Regions from separate parts of the Hordeum vulgare genome. Here region 2 is linked to region 1. Evidence: chromatin contacts called from public Hi-C data. All regions are on one chromosome and are shown on one strand. Each heading gives the region's core, a stretch centred on a gene start, on an enhancer-like site or on the middle of the called end of the contact. The rest is flanking DNA. Distances are from core to core; before and after follow the strand shown. Region 1 holds the start of LOC123398976 (isoamylase 3, chloroplastic). Region 2 holds the start of LOC123398985 (queuine tRNA-ribosyltransferase catalytic subunit 1-like).

Evidence for each region. Hi-C and Micro-C count contacts between places; a contact is called where the count stands out from the background.
Region 2: a contact with region 1 is called in a Hi-C map of leaf, with 5 times the contacts expected there. The contact joins the promoter of LOC123398985 here to the promoter of LOC123398976 in region 1. A contact is called at or near these places in 2 of 6 Hi-C or Micro-C datasets (leaf and seedling).

Annotation. Positions count from the first base shown.
Region 1 is chr5H:468,401,293-468,405,268 of MorexV3_pseudomolecules_assembly, reverse strand. It overlaps LOC123398976 (isoamylase 3, chloroplastic), which reads left to right and starts at 2,530. Exons shown (of 24, transcript XM_045093411.1): 1 at 2,530-2,854; 2 at 2,972-3,029; 3 at 3,132-3,206; 4 at 3,471-3,628. The coding sequence starts at 2,751.
Region 2 is chr5H:468,603,952-468,608,474 of MorexV3_pseudomolecules_assembly, reverse strand. It overlaps LOC123398985 (queuine tRNA-ribosyltransferase catalytic subunit 1-like), which reads right to left and starts at 2,073. Exons shown (of 16, transcript XM_045093425.1): 1 at 1,928-2,073; 2 at 1,745-1,797; 3 at 807-900; 4 at 170-348. The coding sequence starts at 1,762.

The DNA.
Region 1 (3,976 bases), core at 1,281-3,780:
TCTCCAGTAAAGGCGCATCCTCGATGACCATTTGGTGATTCAACTTGTCTGATCTCCTATTACAGCACCACCAATACACACAAATTGTCCAAAGACTCAAGGAGGCGATGTGGAGGATACTCAATCCATTGATTGCCTAAAGATGAAGGTACTCGAGCGCAGTATAGCCGCGGAGCAGGCACTCCGTGTCATCATTGGGGATGCAGAAATCGACGAGCTCGAGGTGCTTCAGCCGAGGTAGTAAAAATGCGGGATCGATGTTAATCTCGGGGAAATGGCAGTTCACGAACCTAGCATTGTGCAACTTAAGCGCGAGGTGCAACGTGGAGGGTGGCAATGAGCGCATATGTCCATCATTAAAGTGAGCTCCTCGAGCTAATCTAGGGCGGACGATAAGAACCACTCGTCGAGCTTGGCTCGGTCCTTGCCGTTGGAATGAAACCTGCCCATAGTAAGGCCTCTGATTGGGCCACAGTGTGTGTCGAGGATCTGGGACAATGCATCCAAGCGTTTGCGATAGTCATTGCAGAGCATGTGCTCGTTGATGAGGCCGAGAGAGGCACAATGCCATATGGGGCGCCACCATCGAGAGAGTATGGTTGCGCAACTGTACCCCTCAAATGACCCCTCATACGTCCGCGAACGCGTCCGGTTAGTGACCGAACAGGAGAGAGAAGGAAAAAGTGACCCAACCAGACCCCTCATATAGTCCCTATATGTCCGGGTTGTCCGTGAACCCTCATATCCATCTTAAATATGAGAAGGATATGAGGCCTCGCGGACGCGCCTGGGCGCGCTCGGTCAGTCCGCCACATAGGACGCAACCCCGCCCTAGACCATCCTTTTCTTTTCTTTATTCATTCTTTTCTTTCTCTCTCTTCCTCTTCACCAATAACGTGGAAGTGACCGGACATATGAGGAAGAAAATGAGGAGTGTGAATACACGGGAGGACAAATAGAGACGTCCGGTCACTAACCAGGCGCGTCCGCGGACGTTTCAGGGCCCAAATTTGCAAATCATGGATGAAGATGCTCTTAAAGCTAGTTTCCCACCTGATCTGTTTGTGAATCCGACCGTTTCTCATCGGTTCTGTTTGGATAAATGGGTTAGAGTTAGTTTGGGTTAGCTTAGGCTTAACTAACCAAAAACATCCAAACAAGAGGGTAAGTTTTGGTTAGATGCATCTAACCCACCAAAAAAAAACTCCATGGCGAGGTGTTTATTTGGGTTAGAGTTAGGTGAGGTCGAAAAAAAATCACTTTTCCCTCCGCCTCCACCGCACCAGATCCCTTCGACCCATCCACATCCCCTCCCGTAGCCACAACCATAGCCGCCCCCCGAGCGGGAGGAGGCCACACAAGGGGCGGCCACACCAAATCCGGCAGGAAATACGGTCCAAAGTAACCAAATGATTGAAAAATAGTATTTATTATCAATCTAACCCTGACATCCAAACACCTCTCTGGTTAGAGTTAGTTCAGTATTAGGCTGCCCGTAATAGGAGTATCATAGGTAGTATCATGCATGCCAACTAAGCAATTTCGATGAGGTGACATAGAATTAAATGAAGAAAGAGAGGATTGAGTATCATATTATGATACCGTATCATATTAAATGATGTGCTATTACGTGTCTTGCATTACAACCAGAGATTGTAATGGGTAGTATCATATGTTAGTATCATGCATATGATACTAGTGGATGATACCACATCCGTAATGCATAGCATCATATGTTAGTATCATAGGATAATTCATTTATTGTCATGCAAGACACATACTAGTAGCACATCATTTAATATGATACGGTATCATCATATCATGATATGATACTCAACCCTCTTTTTTTTATTTAATTTTATACCACCTCATCAAAATTGCTTAGTTGGCATGCATGATACTAGCTATGGTACTCCCATTACGACCAACCTTATAATCTGAGGGGGTGTTTCTTTCCAGGGACTTTTTGGTGTATAGACTAAAAAAAGTCCCTTTTAGTCCCATGTGAAAGAAACACGAGGGACTTTTAGGGACTAAAATGGGGTATTTGGGACTAAATGAAGAAGTCCCTATGGGAGGGACTTTTTGGGACTTTTTTGGCACTTTTTCCAACAGTGCCCCTACTTTTAGCATGTCATTTAATAACTTCTAGTATATTACTACGGGTAACATATTTTTTTTCATGTCATTTAATGACCTTTAGTCCATGTTTAATTTTTAGAAAAAAAACAGGTAGGGACTAGAGACTTTTTAGTTGGGACTAAAAAAAGTCCTAAGACTTTTTAAAGAAACATGGCCTAACTCTAACGTTTAACTCAGTCAGAGTACAAACAGTGCTATCATTCACCGGTAACTGTTTCTTTTTTAGAGGACACCACTAGTAACTGTTGTAAGAAGAAAAAAAACTGTTCTACAGAAAGCGCATGACGACACGACACCACACGTCGGGCCGGATGCCCGGAAGCGAGGTCGTCCGTCCACTTCCCTATCCGCCGCGCCCGCCCCGCGCATGCGACACCACGTGTCCACCCCCCATCCCCGTCGCCCCATTCCCCCGCGCGCCCTCCCCGAGGTGAGATCACCGCCGCATCCTCCTCCTCCTCCCGCTCCGACTTGCGCTCCCCATCGCCACTCCACTCCGTCGACCTCGAGAGCCGCCCCATGACCGCGTCCACGGGCCCCTATAACTAGCCCCGGTCCCGGGTCAAACCCCTCCCGCCACCCGTCCCAGCACCACCCCCCTCATTTGGATGGATTCGGCGGCCTCTACAAATCGCTCCCCGCTGCGCCCCGCCGCCGCCGCCACCGCCACCGCCACCGCACGCCGAAGCAGCAGCTCCGCGCTTCCGAACCGGTGCGTGTTTCCCCCTCTCTTCGCGCGACCTCGTTTCGCCGCGCTGCATTCTGTCGTTTTCGTGCCGTTCAATCTGCCGCTCTGAATGATGCATGTGTAATGTGGTTGGTTGTGCAGTGTGGCGGCGAGCAGGCTTGGGGTCGCGCCCGGGTGCGGAGGAGGGCATTTCGGAAAGGCAGGTGTCTCGATTTTTGTACTACTTTTTTTTTTCGCGGGGTGCATCCATATATCCGTTCTAATTGGTGGATTGATCCGAGCGGATTTTGTCGTGGTGCAGGCACAGCGATTTGGGTCCGTGCGGACTACCACGGCGAGAGCTCAGGCTGGTAATGCTGGGAGAATCGCGACCGAGGTATCGCACCGTGCTCAAGTGTTCATCCCATGCATGGTTGTATCGTACTGTATCCATTTAGCTGCCGGTGTACTGAATTGTTTGTTTGATATACATTCGTGGTAATTTGACATGTCATGAGTTATTGTCCTGGTGAAACTTTCCGCTAAGCGAATATGTTTGAATTCAAGTATTCATTAACTGTATGATGCTGAATATCCTTATTCCCCGTTCTGTATCATGTACTTTTTGCTAAAGTGTATGTTCATTCTGTAACATCGCCAGGAAAAGGAAAGCGCAATGGCAGGCACCGAAATGCCCTTGAAATATTCTTCCGGCAAAGCATCCCCTCTAGGAGTGTCGCAGGTTGAAAGTGGTATCAACTTCGCGATTTTCTCTCAACATGCTTCTTCTGTCACTCTCTGCATCAAGCTTGCTGAGAGGTACAGACAATCTTTCCTAAATTGTGTGGTTTTGTTGCTTTCAGTGTCATTTAAGTGAACTGTTTTTGCCTTTTAGGCTAGAACTCATGAATCCTGGTTTCCCACAAAACAAGTTGTTCACAAAGCCAAAACACATCACTTTGATCAACTGTTTGTGTGTGTTGCAGATCGAATGCACAAAACAATGTTTATTTGGTTCCCAGGTTGCCATTTTATTAGTTGATCTGGGCTGTTGGCCTGGTTGGAATAACCTTTTGCAGATCAGCGTTGTACTTTAGCTTGTTCATCTTGCATTCTCTTTCCAACGGAATATGATTTTCTCATTGTCTGACATACTTGATTGCCCTT
Region 2 (4,523 bases), core at 824-3,323, 200 kb before region 1:
GAAATCAACAATTATCACACACGATTTAAACTAGGGCACAGGAAGATTCATTTACAATGGAAATGACATATTTTATTTAGTATTGACTTGGCTGAGTTAGTTTTGCGTGTTCAAATGGTGAACTACAAAACTTAATGTGAAAGGTAGGATGATAATGATTTGGAGCAACCATTTGGAAACCACCAGAGTCAGTCAGCAATGCCCTTTTCCAATTCATAAACTTGTGAAGGCCACCCAAGTCATCAATAAGTCGAGAGCCAGGACGAAGTTCAAGATGGTAGGTATTTCCAAGTATAATCTGACAACCTATAGCCTCTAACTGGTCTGTAGCCAAGCCTTTTATTGTACCTGAGCAAAGAAAAAAAAACATAGGAATGACACAAGAACGACTGTGAGATGCAAGAATCGCACACATCATCGGGCAAAGTTGAGTCACATCCAAAATCTCTTAATCACGGTATGAAACTGAACTAGTTTAATCAGAAAGAAGTACACCCAAACTGGGTTAACCGAGAATAGTAACTCATTGTTGAAGTCAATATTTGCTTTAATGATGAAGATTGGAGAGTGAAGACATGCAAACTAAGAAATTTGAATTTTCCATGGATAAGACAATGCTAGAACATTATTCATCAGCACAGTACAGGTATAAATCCGACATTATCCATTCAAGTCGCCTCTAATTACTTGCATGAACTCAGTTATACAAAAATACAGCAAGTTCATATTTTACACAAGAAAAGGCTCCATTTCAGACTGAACTAGCATATGGCAGAGAAATGGTACGAGATCCAGAAATATAATACCTTGGGTTCCAACAGGCATAAAAAGTGGCGTTTGACAAGTAAAGTGCGGCAGAGTTAACCGAGCAGCTCGAGCGCGATTAAATCTTCCTAAGACCTGAAAGCACAAAACAAGATAATTTTCACTCCAGATTCATCTTTATGGTCAATGTTTCATCATTAAGGTCTACTATTCAAAACTCGATGTTCCCAATTGCTAGAACTTAGGTTCAACCAGCCAGCTTCCATCATTTTGTCCAATAGAGGTGATGAGGTTTGACAGTAGCAGCAATATGAGCTGTCAGTGGTACCACTACCACTGCACCGTCTATCTGTATCATTCTGAGAGCATGTACCACGTGGAGCCACTTTTCAAACTATTTCCCTTATTCTTTTTCGTATTATATGGAGGTATGGACCACTATAGGCCTATCGCATATCCTCTGAAGAGTAGTAAAGAAAGAAAACATGAAGATTTTACCTTAAGAGAGGCACCAAATACAGTATACCAGGTAAAGACAATATGTAGGGAACTCTGAAAAACACGTGCCTAAGGCAGTAGGTGCATTAACTGTGAAGCACTGGTCAGCAGTAGCACTACTGCACTAGTAGTCAACAGTGATTCCATGTTAAAACAAAACAGTATTAGCCTAATTGGGAGTCTGTGGTTGCAGAAAATCATCTGAGACACTACATTTATTATTAGAACCCAACATTGCATCACATCCAAACGTCATAGTATTAATTTATCAGCTACAGTACGGAAGCAGTACGATCTTATCTATTTCGTCACCACTAACTTCTTCAGCTAAACTCCAATTTGCACAGTCCGAACAAAGAAACCGCCGGGGCTGCTCATCTCAGGAATCGAAGGGCATGGACCAAACTACAGAATATGAAAAATGTCGAACCGAAAGCTAAGCACGTGTTGTTATTATCCATTAATTAAAACTTGGACGAACCTCGAACCGGAGCGCCATGGAGGGAGGAGGGTCTCGAACCACTGAGCCGGAACCTGCGCGCCAGCGTTTCCAGTTAGCTCAGGAGACGAACTCGAAGGCGCGAATAGCAGAGGGGGGTGCTTCTCTTTTGGCGCGAAACAGAGCGTCAGGCGCGAACCGGCGGAGGAGTGCGGCAAAACTAACCTGAGCTGAGACGTTGGGGCGGTAGGGCTTGTTGCAGAGGCGGCTGCTCTCGCCGGCGGCGGGGGGGAGGAAGCCCTAGACTGCCTCGGCTCCTTCCAAATGGAAAGGGAAGACTCCGTGGCGGCGGCCGGCGGAAGCCTAGAACTCGTTTAAAAAAGAGGACGGGATTTTGCACGGAGCACCCTGTCGTTCTCGCCGCCGTGTCGCCCGTTCTCCATTACAGCGGTCCAAGGCCTTCGGGCATCGGCCATGGCCAATATTACTACTCAGCCCATGACTATGCTTTTGGGCTTTAACCGTCGCAGCCCAAGGTTGTCTCCCGTTGCAGCCCATGATGGATCATGTCATATCAAACCGAGCCACTTTTCACCGGGAGGTCCTATACGCCGCTCGCTGCGGCAAGCAGTCGGCCTCCCGCACAGGAGTTCCCCTACTGGAAGTAGAAGTGCAGCCGCGATCTACTGGGCCGGCATCACAGACACATTTCATATTTATTGTAGCATACAACTATTTCAATTGTTTGAGCACATTTTAGAAAACACGAACATTTTTTTGGAAAATTTCAGATTTAGAAGTAGTTTTTGTTGAAGTAATCCAAACATGTTTATTGAAAGTTTGGTAAGTGCTAGTGTCTCATGAAAATATATGTAATAGTTTTTATGCAAAGTTGATTCCGTATTAGGATAGTTGTAGCGGAGTCGGTTCATGTGTTCAAGTTTGGTAGTACTAGTTTTATGTTAGTAGGATTAGCTTAATTGAGTTCAGTGTAGCCGGTAATTAAGAAAGTGTGTGTCTGTGTATGACTTGCATGCCATGAGTACCGAGTCATGTTCCGAATAGTATTTAGCGTGTCCGTGCGGTAATAGGACAACTGCCGGACTATTTGGCGTGTATGTGCGGTAATAGGACAACTGTCGGGTTTGTTAGCTATACAAGCTTTGGTCCTATATATACACATTCATATACGTTGTAAGATTGCATCAGAAAAACGAGAAAAGCAATAAAGAGATATTTACGAGGCACGACACGTGCCTCTGGCCATCTTTGTGTTACTGTGTTCGCGTGCGTGTGTTCTGGTCCCGGTGTTTGGGTGAGTGCCGGTGAGATATCGAATGCTCAGATAGTTCGTATACGTCGAGCCGAGTTGCGCGTATATGACTAGTCGAGCTGCAGGATGATCGTGTGTTCGATCCTGAGGGCGAAAAGCCAACAATTGGTATCTAGAGCAAGGTGTGGAAGCTTCGCCGTCAAGTTGTGTCACGGTGGAGTTGTCGTCACCGTCAAGTTGTGTCACGGACAACGGAAAATCGAAGAAGAGAATCATGTCGACTTCAAAGGCGAGTGGTGGTGGTGTGACCACCCAGTACCCCATGCTTGATGATGACAATTATGGGGTGTGGGCCGCGAAGATGAAAATCTTCATGCGTGCGCGTGGAGTTTGGGCAGCGGTGGAAGGTGACGGCGCGGTCGAAGAGACAAAGGACCAAGAGGCTTTCGCCGCCATAATTCAAGGTGTGTCTGATGGTGTTTTCATGTCCATATCGGAGAAAGAGACGGCAAAGGAAGCTTGGCAAGCGCTCAAGGAGATGCATGCTGGAGATGGTCGTGTCAAGAAGGCACGTGTTCAAGCTCTAAGGAGGGAGTTCGAGAGGATGAGTATGAAGGCGTCAGAAGGGGTTGGTGAATTTGCGTTAAAACTAACCTCCCTGGTTAATGAGATGCGAGCTCTCGGATCAAAGATGGAGGACGTCACGGTTGTGGAGAAATTACTACGAGCCGTTCCGGACAAATTTTTACCGATCGTTGGCACCATAGAGCAGTGGGGCGATGTGACGAAGATGTCGGTGATGGAGGTGATCGGGCGGATAAAGACCTATGAATTGACGTTGAAAGGACGGGAACGCGACCAAGAAAAGGAGCGGTTAATGTTCTCGCGCAATAAGGAGAAAGATAAGCAGAAGTATCGGAAGTTCGACAAATCTAAAGTTCGCTGCTACAACTGTCAGGACTATGGGCACTATTCTCGAGAGTGTCCTAATCCGCGGTAGGAGGCAAAGAAGGAGCACGATATTCTGTAACTAGATAAAGTGGGCGTGGATGATGGCCCAAGGTTGCTTTGATGAAGAAGCTGCGACGGAAAAGAAACAAAAAAAACAGAGTCGTGTCTTTAGTTTTTTCTTGTGTCTGAGTCGTTAGTGTCTCTCGACGAGAAGACGAAGGTCAGCGTGAAGATGGATGTGCACCAGTTAAGTTGAATTCCTACATGAAAGGCTATGTGTTTAGTCTGCATGTAGCACGCTAAGATGTAACGGCGTGGACTGGTAATCCAAATAATGTGTTGGTTCCAAGTCGATGAGTCGAGTGTTTGAATTAGAGGGTGAATGTTGAAGTAATCCAAACATGTTTACTGAAGTTTGGTAAGTGCCAGTGTCTCATGGAAATATATGTACTCCCTCCGGTCCTTTTTACTCCGCGTATTAGATTTCGGTCAAGTCCAACTTTGCAAAGTTTGATCAAATTTATATTAAAAAATATCAATATCTACAATACCAAATATATACACTATGAAACTACATTTCGTAAAGAATCTAACAAT